3 separate regions of the Mus musculus genome follow, and regions 2 and 3 are each linked to region 1. Evidence: chromatin contacts called from public ChIA-PET and promoter capture Hi-C data. All regions are on one chromosome and are shown on one strand. Each heading gives the region's core, a stretch centred on a gene start, on an enhancer-like site or on the middle of the called end of the contact. The rest is flanking DNA. Distances are from core to core; before and after follow the strand shown. Region 1 overlaps Dennd1a (DENN/MADD domain containing 1A). Region 2 has its middle 11 kb from the start of Gm13584. Region 3 has its middle 20 kb from the start of Gm46736.

Region 1 (2,682 bases), core at 82-2,581:
GGTTTTCTGTTCTTCATTGAGAAGCACTGTTTGTCTTTTTTTCTTTTCTTTTCTCTTCTCTTTCTCTTTTTCTTTTTCTTTCTCTCTCTCTCTTTTTTTAATATATGTCAGTGGCCAAGTATGTTGTGTCTATGTAATTAGACTGACTGCTGTGAAATAGTATGTAATTGAATTTGAAATTTTAGTGCTGAGAGGAAATGCTTCCTAGAAATGAGTCATGGTTGAAATCAGCTCAGTGTTTTTATGTCTTTCAGTTTTCATGTTTTAGAGCAAAAAGTGAATACATACAGTAGGTGATAAAAATTTTTTAGGGGACAATTCCATTGGGATATAGAAACCAATAAATGTTCATTTGAAGAAATTAGAGATACTGTACTTCTCATTAGTGGGCTATTTATTTATTTATTTCTTCTGAGTTTTTAGGATCAAATTTCCATTTTAGGACTAGTAATTTTTAAATTAAAACATAAAAATATGACAAACTCTTCCTGTTTCATTGTCAAGAAAAGGAACACTGATTTTTTTTATTGAATATTTTCTTTATTCACATTTCAAATGGGAAAACTGATTTTTAAACTATGTAAAGTATTTAAAATATTCCTTTTAAAATTTGACTTTATAAATAGGTAAGATTTAACTATGATAGAAGTGAGTGCATTCCTAGAATAATTATGTTCACTTAAAATGCTAAACCAACAATTTGAGTATTTTATGGTTATAAAGTAAACATAGTAAGTTTTTGTAGCTTTAATAGGTTTAATGAGAATATCCATCTTTGAAGCTTTCTATTTGTGTCAGTCTAGTTTATAATCACACTGTCAGGAAACTTTTAGCTTCCCATTATAGAAGGAATTCTTGAACATAAAATTTACCTCTAAATTGTTTAGAGAAAGGTTGAACTGATCCTCAAAAGCTCTTACAATTTTTTGGACTATTTTCTTAGCCTACAGTTTTGGTGTATAAAATTGGAAAATACCATTAGATAAAGAACAGTGGAGTGTATGATTACTCTGTTTGCAGCAGATTCCCATCTTCTCATCTGGAAAATTAAATCTGATTACAGCTTGGATTAGCATTTATGGTTGTAGGAGAGAAAGATAGTATCTTAAACTCCATGAAATCGAGCAATGAGATTATATGGCTGATAGTTTATGTTTAAACCCTGACTTTTAAAGGGCAGGCCTTTCTAATTATAGGAATCAAAGGTGTTGAGTAGTTTGTCTTTTCTTGCCTAAGACATCCTAGAGACAAAGATTGGATAGCTCAGTAGGCATTAGATCTAAATTTTCCTGCCTTGACCCCTGGTATGTTAAAAGTGAAAGCAGTGCAAGCTCCGCCCGAGTGAACTGCCACGAGAGCAGCTTCTTTCAGAGGCCTCCAGAGAGCCCCAGTTATGGAAGTTGGTGACAGTTAGTTAGTATACAGTTTTTATACACTTCATACAAATTGTGATGGCATATTTTTCAATAATTGATTTGAAAGTATGCCATGCCTTCTTCAAATGTAGTCAGCCATGGGTGAGGGACAGAGAACCAGAAATAATTTGTGTGGGTGTGTGTTTACGTACTAGTTACCAATGTGCAAATGAGACCTCATATATAACCACAGCATTTTTATGATTTATTTTGTATTTTTGTTGTAAAAACTCTGTCTACCAGGTTTTCTAGGAACTTTAAGCCTAAGGCAAATGCAAGGGTTTGGGAGCTGTATAAAATAATTTATAGCACCTTTCCATTGAGTCTTGCCCAAACTCTTATTCTATTAATTAAACATCCTGTGGCAATCTGGTATATCTTATTAAATATTTAAAAGTATGTACAGTTGGAGACTAGAAAACATAGGTTGAGACTGAAGAAGGCCAGTCTTTTCTTTCTGGAGCTCTCTGTTTTCAGCACAGCCATGTTCTCTGCTGGAACGAATTTGTATTGCTGAGAGTCCTACACTATGACAGTGTTGTCTTGTGGCCTTTACAAAAATGGTATTATTGTGGAGACAGACCTGTAGTGCCCATACTGCTTCGAGAAGGCAGTGTCCTTCACACTGTTGTGACAGGGAACCTTGTCAGGAGCCTCTTATAGACCTTTTTGGTTAAAAGATGTGTGGGCTCTTATCAGATGGTCTATATTGTTGACAAGGTATTTTAAATACAGAAGTAAAATAAATTAATTGAAAAGTGTTTTCCTGCTGGGTATGGTGGTGTATGCCTAAAGCACTCAGGAGGCAGAGGCAGGAGGGTCTCTATGATTTTGAGGTCAGCCTGGGCTACATTGTGAGTTCTAAGACAGCCTGGAACCCTGTCTCAGAACAACAATAAAAAAAGAAAAGTGTTTACTTGGGAGATAATATAATTGATTTTTAAATTTGAATCAGAAGAAAGTTGTCAAGACAGGAGGTTAAAGAAAAGTGTATGTTGTTTTGTTCTTAATTTTCTGTCTGACAGACATTACTCAGGGAATAGGATGACGTGTACTTCTTACTGTTCATATGGCCACCTGCATCAGCACATTGTTGGTTTGTGCTCTTCTGTGGCGATACTCTGACCTGAAGATTTTCTCATTAAGAGTTAGCTAGTTTGTGAAACTGCATTTGGTGCTGTGTTTCTGAGTGAAAAGGTATTTTGGAACATTAGAAATTATAGTGCTAGATGGTGGATTTAAAAAATGTATATGTAAATATCAGACT
Region 2 (2,682 bases), core at 117-2,616, 210 kb before region 1:
GATTTGGCAATATCTGAGTAAATTAAAAATCTGCATACCCTTTAACCCACAATTTTCATCTCTAGGAATCCACCATGCAAATATCCCCATACATACACAGTTCGCTGTCCTAATGCAGATCATTTGCCACAGTTCTGCTTATGCTAACAGTCTGGAAGCAGCCTGGTTCCTCACCCACAGGGAGCTAGTGAAGGGCGCATATTCAACTGTCTATTCAGTGGAATAATATACACTGGTTTAAAGGAACAGAGGAGTTTTTAATTTCCTATATGGAAAAATCTCTATGGCAAAGCTCAGAGTCGTGCACACTGAACAAAAGCCCTGTGTGAAGGGTGTCTGTGGAAAGATCTTGATAAGGAAACTGATAGGAAAAGCTCTGGGTATCTGCATAGACTATGTGTATAGTAGTCATGGGGGAAGTAGGGGAATATAACTTTAAAAATGCAAAGTGAGTGTACGGGTGTGTGGGGGTGGTGGGGAGATAGGGAAGTTGAGGGGAGGGGGAGGGACAGAGGTGGGGAGGGCTGAGTTGTCTCAGCAGATAAAGGTGCTTGCCATCTTAGCCCCCACCTGATGGGAGGTAGGTACAGACTCTGGAAAGTTGTCCTCTGACCACCATATGCACTCAGATGGGGTCTCTCTCTCTCTCTCTCTCTCTCTCTCTCTCTCTCTCACACACACACACACACACACACACACACACATACACACACACAAATGTAGTTCTAAAAATTAAGAAAAACACAGGGTAAACTGTTTTTCAGCTGAGATGTGTAAGTCTAATTCCAGCTCCCCTGGGTCTTTTGGAGAAATTACTTCAACTTCAACGTCACCATCTGTAAAATGGGAATAATAATATGCCCTTGATTCAAAGATACCTTGGAGAAGGGGTTGGAAAGAGGCAAAAGTTTAAAAACTGGGAACTTTAGGATGGGCATGTTCATGGTCTATAATGACTTTTCTATGATTTTGAAAAGTTTTCTAAACAAAACACGTTTTTTGTTTTCTTTGTGGGTTTCTTTTTTATTGCTGCTCTGGTCTTCACTATCAGATACCAATCTGCTCCCCAACCCCCATGCCCCACTAAGAAGGAGTGCAGAGCAGGTGAGCTGGTGGCTGGCCATCTGGCCGTCTCTCTAGGACATGCTCTTCATTGCGGGCAGGTGAAGAGGTTTTCCTTGCAGGACAGGACAGTGGAATCGCAAGATGAAGGTGGGGTCCCCCAAGTGGGTGTGGGGAAGGGGACCTTGCTCTCCCTCCTGAGTGCTGGTGGCCTGTGTCTGGGCACGCAGGATACCCCTACACTGGCTGAGACCCGATCAGATAGGGCGCCTCCCCCGCGCTGGCAGCCCTGGGAGGCGGCGGGGAGTTTACGTAAGCCGCTTGTTGATGGAAAAACAACGCACTGGCTCGGTGGTAGGCGGTTCCTGGCTTGCTTTGAGGAAGCCCCAGGGGGTACTCAGCAGGCCACAGCACACACACCCCTTCGCCTCTCCGCCCCCCACCCTCCGTCTCTGGGTTCGGCCGGTCGAGGAGTAGGGGCTACATCCAGGCTGCAAGAGCGGCTCTCGGGGTTCATCTAAATCCAGGCCACCCTGCAGGTGTCATCTGATATTTCACCCTGGACCTAGGTGCCCGACCCAGTTATCCTGCTGCAAGCCCAGCCCTGCTTGGGGCAGCGGGGGTGAGAGCTGTGGGAACCCCGAGTGAGCCAAGAGGAAAGTGGGGGGCCGTCATAGTTACACCTGGAGCCTCCTTTCCTGGTTCTAGAAGCCAAGGAGAGCCAGGCCAGGCCCGCAGTTTTGCAGGGGCACTTCTCAGTTCCCTCCTGGCTTTGGCAGAAGGCGTGTGGATGACCAGAGTTCCGGTCCAGCTCAGCTAGCTGCGTAGCCTTGTGGGCTCGGACCCAAAGTTCTTTATCTGGAAAACCAGGTTGATGTTACTTGTACTAAACAAGTTTTCAGAATTACATGAAACATTCTGAGGATTAAAAGAGATGACTACAAAGCCCTTAAATCACACCCAACTGTGTCTAGCACACTAGCACGTGTCACTGTAGATATAGATTGTGTGTGTGTGTAGGGGTGTGTGTCACACCTGCCCCTTCCACTCCAACTCAGACATTTGCTTTTCAGGTGGCTTCTCTCAAATCTCTGCCCTGGCTCGGGTGTCCAGTGTCCTTCATTCACAAGTCTACATTAGTTCCCTCTGCGCCCTATACCTAGAGTACCTAGAAGTGGATGAATTTCCGATACTGTACTCTAGGGGGCACAAGCCAGGAAGGGAGGGAGAGCAACATGTGGGTAATGTTAAATACCCTTCTTAAGGATCTGGACAGAATCAAATAAGTGATTCATGGGGAAACCCTTTCTTGGCTCAGAGAGTTGTACCAACCAGTTAGGAACTGCCCGGTCAATGCTACAAACAGGAACCATTTGAGACCAAACTTTGTATCAGGCTAGAGTCAAGGCTCAGCTTGGGCAGTCCTTTTTAAGAGACTGTTTCAAATAGATCAGTCTGTTACTTCATCATCAAGTGAAGATAACAAGACCTACCATCTAGGTGGCCACAAGGCACCAAGGAGATCCCCAAATAGGAGCTACTGTTAAACTTAATTTCTTTTTTTTTAATTTTAAAGATTTTTAAAATTTGATATATATGGGTGTTTTTGCCCGCTTGTAT
Region 3 (2,682 bases), core at 112-2,611, 150 kb before region 1:
TTACTGCCTGCATGTTGTACTACAAACAAAAGTTTAGTTAGAGCCAGACCTTGTGGTACAGGCCTCATTGAGAAACAAAGGCAGGAGAATCGAAAGTTCAAGACTTGCCTTGGCTATAGACAAGGACATGAATTTGGATGTCCAGCACCACATAACTGTAGGGCCTGGTGGCAGGGGCTTGTAATCTCAGTGCTGGGGAACTTGTTTTGATGGCTAGTCAGTTCAGGTTCAGTGAGGAGCCTCATCTTAGGAAGTAGGGTGGAGAGCAAAAGAGAAAGACACGGGACAGAGATACTCTGGCCTCCACACATGCACAGTAAGTGTGCGCTCCTCTGCCACACTCACATGTACACATGCATATTAAACAGCAGTAGGAATAATAATTAATAATAACACTAAGGGCTGGGGATGTAGCTCAGCACAGAACAATACTGCCTGGGGTGCATGAGGCCCCAGGTTCACCTCTTCCTCCCATATTTAAAACCAAACATCTAGGCAAAAAGGAAAGAAAACACCAATTTAAAAAAGAGGACTTGAATAAACATGTCTTCCCAAAAGATCTACAAAACACAGAAAAATAACAAATTTTCTGGTGAAACTATGGAGAAATTGGTGGAGTAGTGGTATATTTTGAGCTTGGGTTCATCCTGGGCTACATAGTGAGACCTTTGTCTCAGAAAATAAAACAGAATATGGTATTTAGTCCTTTCTATGTTTTATAAACTCAATGTTTCGAATTTTAAGAAACATCCTGTCCTAAGTATGGTACACATAAGAACTCACACGGGGGTGTTAATTCTTTCTAATTGGGAGGGGCAGAAGAAAAGGAAGGTGAGGCTGGCCACAGTTCAGCTTGACTCTCCAACCAGGGTGTGGATTAGCTTCAGGGACAAGGCAGGGCAGAACATTCCAGTTGGCTCAAGCAGGACTAAAAAGAGATAGAGATTAGAGAGACGGAAGTGCTCAGTAGAGCAGTGGGGAGGGACCATAGCACCCAAGACTGGGAATTGGGCAAACACCAAATCCCCTGTGGCCCTGCACACATGAGTTCCATCTGTCTTGCAGGCAATGTGGAGCCCTGGGTTCTAGCAGGGGAAGGATTGGGTCAGATGACCACTCTAGGGAGGCTCAGGTGAGTGAGATGCCACCCTTCCAAGCCATGTTGCTGAAATCGGAGCGATTCTGCCTGCAGCCTCCCCCAATCCACCCAGACCACACATGGAAATGAGATTGCTTTGGCACAGTTTGCCTGGCACCACTCAACTTCTAGAGAAATGTATCTGTAAGAATCGATCATGTTGTGGCAGGAAACCAACGAGGAAGCAGGCAAGTGTGGCTTTGAGGAGTCGGTAAACAAGCTTCTGTGGGCAACCTCCAACCACGATTTCCATTGCTGCCCCATGGCTTCCGGAGTGGGCCCGGCAGCCAGGCCTGGCCGAGGAAGGGCTCGTGGCTCAGCTGCTCTTGGTCCCGACTCCATGAAGGCTGTCACACGCTTTCGGCACCCATGTGCAGCCCAAACACACTGTTCACTTCTCAAGTTGGTTTCAGACTTTGCTCTTTTTATTCCTGTTTTTCATTTAGAATTTTTTTTTTGGCTGGTTCAAGTTCGAAAGGCAATTTCAACACTGAGATTGAAGGCAGCAAACAGAGCCTGCAAAAGAGCAGTGGGTGTATGCTTGCTGGTGTTGGTTTTAGGGAGGCACATCCATGCATTTAGTTTATCAGCTAGTCCTTGGTTTATGGGAATTGAATTTTTAGGACGTCTGCTCACTCGGGTCAACTCCTTGCTCGCTCTGGCCCAAAGATTTATTTATTATTATATATAAGTACACTGTAGCTGACTTCAGACACACCAGAAGAGGGCATCAGATCTTATTACGGGTGGTCTTGAGCCACCATGTAGTTGCTGGGATTTGAACTCATGACCTTCGGAACAGCAGTCAGTGCTCTTATCCACTAGAGCCATCTCGCCAGCCCCCTTCACTTCTGTTATACCTTCAATGTGACACAAGATAGGTATTCAATAAGTAAAACCTGGACCAAAATGATTGTCATAAAGATCACCTGAAATGTTGTGTAGAAAAGAGCTTTTGAAATGCTCAGTGTGAGTGTGGAAATATATGCTGTTCTTATTTATTGTTATTTAAATAAAGTTAATGTATAATACCAATAAAGTCAACCATATTTAAATAGTGATAACACCAGGGCTTGGATTTTGTCTGTATCTCCAGGTTTCTCCTCCTTCCAGGGCCTGCTTTGCCATCAGGAAATACTTTCTGAAGATTAATCGAGAAGGTCTGGTTTGGGGTTGGGGAATATGGGACCTGCCTGCCAGGCTGAGGTGGGGCAGTTTAATTGTCCCTTTTGTGTCAAGTGTCCAAGGGTCATTCACCATCCAAAAGTCTCCCCTGGGCTACCTTGGCCTATAAAACCTAGGTAATGCTGTGTACCCAGCTCACTTAGGTGTTGTGAAGATTAATTATGGCTTGTAAAGGGCTTTGAAGATGAAAAGTCCTTGTTATGAAAATAAATGGCTTCAGACACAAGCTTTCTTCAAGCCTTTAGTGCCTTCTATCCAAGGACCCTGGGTGAGTTCAGAGGTGAGGGTAGCCTCACCCCCACCCTCACAAGAAGCAAAACTTAGACACAGGCTTCTTCTGAAGATGCAGTGCCTCATTG

What was found. ChIA-PET counts read pairs in DNA pulled down with a chosen protein or histone mark. Capture Hi-C pulls out chosen DNA fragments and counts their contacts.
Region 2: a promoter capture Hi-C map of liver shows a contact between it and region 1, with 2.2 times the contacts expected there. The contact joins two enhancer-like sites. A contact is called at or near these places in 2 of 39 promoter capture datasets (the C10 cell line and embryonic stem cells), 3 of 15 datasets of contacts at CTCF or cohesin (CD8 T cells, large pre-B cells and pro-B cells), 5 of 484 Hi-C or Micro-C datasets (the C2C12 cell line, the HPC-7 cell line, bone marrow-derived macrophages and 2 more), 6 of 115 datasets of contacts at active chromatin or transcription factors (bone marrow-derived macrophages, embryonic basal ganglia, embryonic forebrain and 3 more) and 4 of 9 other capture datasets (adipose tissue, embryonic stem cells, liver and 1 more).
Region 3: a contact with region 1 is called in an RNA polymerase II ChIA-PET map of memory CD8 T cells, with 8 read pairs. The contact joins two enhancer-like sites. A contact is called at or near these places in 3 of 115 datasets of contacts at active chromatin or transcription factors (effector CD8 T cells, large pre-B cells and memory CD8 T cells) and 2 of 9 other capture datasets (adipose tissue and pancreatic islet).

What each region holds. Positions count from the first base shown.
Region 1 is chr2:38,163,365-38,166,046 of GRCm38.p6, reverse strand. The region is part of intron 2 of Dennd1a (DENN/MADD domain containing 1A); the gene reads left to right. Among named protein-coding and RNA genes, the nearest start is that of Dennd1a, 120 kb to the left of the region's middle. Within about 2 kb of position 1,331, at least 67 of the 459 cell types and tissues checked have an H3K27ac peak or open chromatin away from gene starts, as enhancers often do. A contact at or near this core is called in liver and memory CD8 T cells, where this site is marked.
Region 2 is chr2:38,378,110-38,380,791 of GRCm38.p6, reverse strand. No RefSeq gene overlaps it. Among named protein-coding and RNA genes, the nearest start is that of Gm13584, 11 kb to the right of the region's middle. Within about 2 kb of position 1,366, at least 39 of the 459 cell types and tissues checked have an H3K27ac peak or open chromatin away from gene starts, as enhancers often do. A contact at or near this core is called in liver, where this site is marked.
Region 3 is chr2:38,317,985-38,320,666 of GRCm38.p6, reverse strand. No RefSeq gene overlaps it. Among named protein-coding and RNA genes, the nearest start is that of Gm46736, 20 kb to the left of the region's middle. Within about 2 kb of position 1,361, at least 25 of the 459 cell types and tissues checked have an H3K27ac peak or open chromatin away from gene starts, as enhancers often do. A contact at or near this core is called in memory CD8 T cells, where this site is marked.